Linked DNA regions of Mus musculus: region 1 is linked to region 2. The links are chromatin contacts, called in public promoter capture Hi-C maps. All regions are on one chromosome and are shown on one strand. The core of a region is the stretch at or near the end of the contact, and the rest is flanking DNA. Distances in the headings are between cores, read along the strand shown.

Evidence for each region. Capture Hi-C pulls out chosen DNA fragments and counts their contacts.
Region 1: a contact with region 2 is called in a promoter capture Hi-C map of pancreatic islet. The contact joins the promoter of Ube2o here to the promoter of Sumo2 in region 2. A contact is called at or near these places in 1 of 39 promoter capture datasets (liver) and 1 of 9 other capture datasets (pancreatic islet).

What each region holds. Positions count from the first base shown.
Region 1 is chr11:116,579,945-116,582,939 of GRCm38.p6, forward strand. Ube2o (ubiquitin-conjugating enzyme E2O) reads right to left here and starts at 1,503. Exons shown (of 18, transcript NM_173755.3): 1 at 1,068-1,503. The coding sequence starts at 1,469.
Region 2 is chr11:115,534,840-115,537,706 of GRCm38.p6, forward strand. Sumo2 (small ubiquitin-like modifier 2) reads right to left here and starts at 1,391. Exons shown (of 4, transcript NM_133354.2): 1 at 1,259-1,391. The coding sequence starts at 1,279.

The DNA.
Region 1 (2,995 bases), core at 253-2,752, 1.0 Mb after region 2:
GTGAGAATATCTTAATTTCCAAACCAATCTGAACAAGTTGGCAAGGTTTACTCTCAAAATAAAGTAGAATGGTTTAGGACGTAGCTCTACGTCAAAGTGCTGGAGGTTTAGCATCAAGTTCCTGGGTTCAACCCTCAGCACTGCAAAAAACAGTGACTTAACAGCCTTCCCCCAAAGCAGATCTCTCACTTCCAGGGACCTGATTCATGCTTAGAAATGTTTCCTGATGGGGAGGGGCAGGACAGGAGGAGCTGTGAGGTAAAGATATGTGAGAGACAGATACAAAACCACACACTCAGGAAAACAAGCCTGCAAACCAATCTTGGCTTAGGTTTATGATGTCAGTCCGCTCTTGTAGAACTGCTCCATTCACAAGCCTCTTTCCCGAACAGTGGGAGAATGTGGTATTTGCTTAAGAGCCCCAGGTTAAAACCAAAAGAACGAAAAAACAAGATGCAGCTTTTCCCATTGGTCCCTCTCTCTTCTGTCCACGATTTCATAGGCCACCCCACCCCAAGAAGTCCTAGACACCCAGTCGCAGCTGCCACCATCTCCCTCAGTACTATTAATATCATGGCCCTGGACTGGTTCATCATTTCCCTCATAAAGTTCTCCGAGGCAATTCAAAGGATGCAGAGGGGTTACAACAAAAAAGACGTGGGGCCGCTGCCCCACCATGCATTCCGTCAGCATCTGCTCAACTTCTTGGGTTTTCACCTCTATCTTTGTTTTGGAATACCCACAGCCAAGCCCTCCCCGGCACGGCCTTCCCTTCGGAAAGCACAATGCAGCACGGACCTCCTTTAGCGGTGGGGGTTGTAAGCAAAAAACGCCGCACTAGTGTAACGCCGAACGCGCCTCAGCGCCCGAGGAGGTCCCCACGGGCATCCGTGCGCGTCCATCACCCCGAGGCCAACACCACAGCCGAGCATCGCTCGCAAGGCCCCTCCCCTCGCCCGGAGCAGCCCTGCCGGCGTGCGCGCCCAGGCCGGTGTGATGACGGTGCACCGGGCGACGAGGCGGCGTTCCCCTCCCCGAGCCCTGCCGACCGCCCCGGCCCGCCTCACCTTGGTCTCCTTCACATGCTGCTTGACGCCCTCCGGGTACCACTGGACGCGCACGTAGCCGCGCCGCAGAGGGCTGGCCCGGCCCTCCTCGTGGCCCGCGCCCCCGGCCTCGGAGCAGCCCGAGCTGCCGCGGCCGTCATCGTCGCCCTCCGAGTCCGAGTCCTCGCCGTGGATGAGGCGTACCAGCCCGAAGTGCACCGAGCCGCGGTAACGGCCGGACACCAGGTCGTGGGAGAACAGCAGGCGCTGTGAGCCTGCTTCGGGGCCGGAGTCGGAGGACGGCCCTGAGGCCGAGTCCGTAGCGGGCGCGGGCGGCGGGGCGGCGGCGGCGGGGGCTGCGGCCGGGGTCGGGGCGGCGGCGGCCTGGGCCTGGGCGGGTGCGGGCGCTGCGGGATCCGCCATAACTGCTCTGCGCGAGTCTCGGGCGGCGGCAGCAGCGACAGCGGCGGCGGTAGCGGCGGCGGCAGCCTAAGGCGCGGGGAGGCGGGGCCGGCGGCGCGGGGGCGGGGCCGAGCGCGCTGACGTAGGCCTGCGTGCCGCCGTCGTTAGGGCGCCGGGATGCTGTTGCTAGGAGCCGCCGCCCGGTCGCTAGGGGACGCTGAAGATGCTTGGGGCGGGGGTGGAAGGACTGCCGCGGGGCGTGGCAGGGCTGCAGGAACGAAGATGGATTAGGGGCCTGAGGAAGGGTACTGGTCTACCGGAGTTGAGGGGCGGGGACTGCACGCAAAACTGACTGTAATTTCTTAAAAAAAAATTATGCCCGGGTCTGACGTGGTGGCCACGCCTTTAACCCCCAGCTCTCAGGAGGCAGAGGCAAGCCCATCTCTGTTTTAGGCCAGCCTGGTCTCAAAGCAAGTCCAGGTTACACAGAGAAACCCTGCCTCGAAAAAGCCAAACAAGCCAAGCAGTGGTGGCGCACGCCTTTAATCCCAGCACTGGGGAAGCAGAGGCAGATGGACTTCTGAGTTCTAGGCCAGCCTGGTCTACAGAGTGAGTCCAGGACAGCCAGGGCTACACAGAGAAACCCTGTCTCGAAAAGTAAAAACAAACAAAAGAATAAAAAAGCCAAACAAAAATTTTTTAAATGCGGTTTAGTTATGACACATGCTTTTAATCCCAGCACTTGGAAGGCAGAGGCAGGAGGATATCTGTGAATTCGAGGCCAGCCATGACTTACAAAGTGAGTCTTGCAAGGCAGTGGCACACACCTTTAATCTCAGCACTTGGGAGGCAGGCGGGTTTCTGAGTTCGAGGCCAGCCTGGTCTACAGAGTGAGTTCCAGGACAGCCAGGACTAAACAGAAAAACCCTGTCTCAAAAACAAAAACAAAAAACAAAAACAAAAACAAAACCCAAAGTGACAGGGGAGGGTATAGGGGGCTTTGGGGATAGCATTTGAAATGTAAATGAAGAAAATATCTAATAAAAAATGCCTTTAAAAAAACCAAACAAAGTGAGTTTCAGGACAGCCAGGGCTACAAAATAAAACCAAAATAAATAAATAAAATTAATTGAAATTTAAAATTTTATATATATATATATATATATATATTAGAAAACCCCTGTCTTGAAAAATCAAAAAAAGGTGGGGGGGGGAGAAAGAGAGAAAGAAAGAAAGAAAGAAAGAAAGAAAGAAAGAAAGAAAGAAAGAAAGAAAGAAAAGAAAAGAAGAAAAGAAAAGAAAAGAAAAGAAAAGAAAAGAAAAGAAAAGAAAAGAAAAGAAAAGAAAAAAGAGGCAGAGTCTTACTATGCAGCCCTGACTGGCCTGGACTCTCAGAAATCCACCTATCTATGTAAACTCACACTGTAAACCAGGCTGGTTTCAAACACAGAGATCTGCCAGTGTCTGCCTCCCTAGTGAGTACTACAGGTATGTGCCCTCACTCCTAGTCAGTCAAGTTTAGCAAGCACCCTTGGCATCCTAATCAA
Region 2 (2,867 bases), core at 141-2,640:
CCTGCACAAAGTGTTACAAGTCTGGTACAGAAGCACTGATACTAGCAAGGCAACAATACACTTAGAAACTCCTTGCATAATTTGTGATGCATCTGAGGTTAAATTTTCTAAAATGGCATTATTTCCTGTCATCGCCCAAATTTGTCGCTTCCCATAAACACCAGTGTCCTTTCTCTTTTCAAAGCTACAACTACTAGAGTCGGTTTGGGGTGGGAGTGAGAAAACCATACCTTGTATTTCAAATTTTACTGCTACCTTCTTGATAAAAGTTAGCAAACTCTGCTCAATGATATCAAATGAACATATCTTTAAAAAAAAAAAACCGAACACACTCAACTGAGGGATATCCCGAGTCTCCCTTTTTACATCTTCCGATTAACGTTCGACTATATAACTGCTTCATTTTCAGTTCAGAGCTTATTTTCCCCCTCTCCTTTGCTGTCATGGCTGCAATACAGTCTTCGTGCAAGTATTCCCGTACATTGCAACCCCAACAGCAGTTCAGCAAATCAAATGTTTATGTCCAAGGATTCGATTCGTCCATCCTGTGTCCCCCTCCAAATAGAGTCGGGGCCAGAGAGTGCCCTGCCCTGGACTGATGCTGGTCCCCTAGTCCGCAGCCAAGAGTAGCCCGTGCCTCCGAGGGCGCGTTCTCAAGTTGAGCCCGTGTCTCTCTGCTCGCACCTAAGCCTCCAACCACAACAAGCCACATGGTTCCCGCCAGGGTGCGGGTTTCTGGGCGCACGGCGGAGAGCGCAGCCCCTCCCCCGCGGGCCCCTTGGGCCTCGAGCCGGACCGACTCTGGAATCCCCCACTCGGGGTTGCCGGAGCACACACCACCGATCCGGCGCGGCCCCAGCCCCGAGAGGGAAACCCCGGGCCGCACGACTCCCGCCTTCGCCGCCGCCCCAGACCCCGCGCGCCCAACGCTTTCCTTACACGCGCCGGGCGCCGCCGAGGAGCCAGCGCGGGGCCGCCGGGCCCGCGGGCTCCCGCGAAGCGCCGCCTGCCCGCCTCGCGCCGCGCCGCGCGCGCTCCGAGGGCCTGGGGGCGGGGGAGGGCGCCGGGCCTCCTCGGGCGCGGGCGGGAGGAAGAGAGCGAGAGAGGAAAATGGCGCGGAGCGCCGGGCCTGAGCCGCCGCTGGCCCCGTGGGGGGCCCCGGGCAGGCAGGGAAGCCCGCGGCGGGCTTCGGCCGGACCCCGGGCCGCGCCACCCACCGGTCCGCACGGTGAGGCGCAGCCGGCCGCCGCGAGCTCACCTTGGGTTTCTCGTCGGCCATGGCGAGCGCCGGAGTCTCCTCAGCTGCCGCTTCACAAAAGAGGCACCGGGTCCGCACTGAGGGAGCGCACAAGCAGCACCAGGAGCGGCAGGAGGAGGCGGCAGCGGTGGACGAGGCAGAGGGCGCGCGCACGTCGTGCGCTTCCCTCCCCCCGCCCTGCGTGCGCGAGCACGAGCATCCGGGGCTTCTCATTGGCTGCCGCTTCGCGGGAGCGCGCAACGCTTACATAACCACCCCTCCTCCTCCCCCCCACGGCCCGCGCCTCCGCCGCCTGGGCCAGGCGCCCGCCAGGTCGGCGGGAAGAGGCGCGGACACGCGCACCAGTCCCGCCGCGGGGGCGCGCCTGGCTCTGGGCGGGGCTGTATTGTCCTCCTTCTTTGGTGGAGCATAATCAAAATGGCTTCCAGCTGGTCCTCGGCGAGGACAGGAAGGCGCGTGGCCTTAGACGTGGGGTGAGCCTAGGTCGAGAACGGAAGGCCAACTCCACGTAGAAGGGGGCATCTCCATCAAAAAAGCAGCAGCGGGTTGTGAGAAAAACTCCTGTTCAGTAGGACAAATGCAACTCCCCCCTGCACATCAAACTTCCCAGTCCCTTCGTCCTTCCCCATCAACCAGCTTCCCACCCGGGAGCCTCAAATGTCTTCCAACCTGTTGGGAACCCTACTCTTGCTGTGGAAAACTGTTCTTATAGCCACTCAAAGGATTCCTTGCTTGTGGCCTGCCTCCCAACTTCCAGAGAACACAGTCCATCAGGGGAGCCGACCCAACCTGAAGCTCACGGGCCCATCAATCATTTCGTCCCTTAATCCAGTACAAAGTAGGAGTAGGATCCTCGCATTTGAAGAAAATCCTGCCCTCTGCTGTGCATGCCACCCTGTGGCTCTCACTTGGTGTTTTTATTTCCTGTACCCCTGTATTTTCTTCTACTACTGTGTTCCCACAGAGGGGGGAAATACCACGATTACATTACCACCATAGTGCTTCTTCTCGACCAAACAGCTTGAAAAAATGCCCATGCCAGCTGCTCCACCCCCTCAACTCCCACTCACTCCTCAATCCACTGCAATCTGTTGTTGTCCTCTTAGCTCCACTAGAACTCTCCACAAGGTCACCTTTGCTGAAACCAGTAATACGTCCCGTTTCTCACCCCTACTCAACTCCCTTCGACTCTGCACAAAACAGGCTTTTTTTTTCTGTCACCTTAGGCCAGTGGTAGCACACCTTAATCTTTTTTTCTTTATTAAACTTTATTTTAATTGTTTCTTTGAGTTTTAGTACAGACTTTTTCTGGTTTTTGGGTTTTTTTGTTTTTTTGTTTTTTTTTTTTTTTTTTTTGGTTTTTCGAGACAGGGTTTCTCTGTATAGCATTGGCTGTCCTAGAACTCACTCTGTAGACCAGCCTGGCCTCAAATTCAGAAATCCCCCTGCCTCTGCCTCCCAAGTGCTGGGATTAAAGGCATGTGCCACCACTGCAGCTAGTATAGACTTTTAAAAATTACTATATTTCCTCTACAGGGACGTATGAATCCCTTCCAATATCATCTACTTTCTAAACTCTCCTTTTCTAACTTTTTTTTTAATCCTCCTT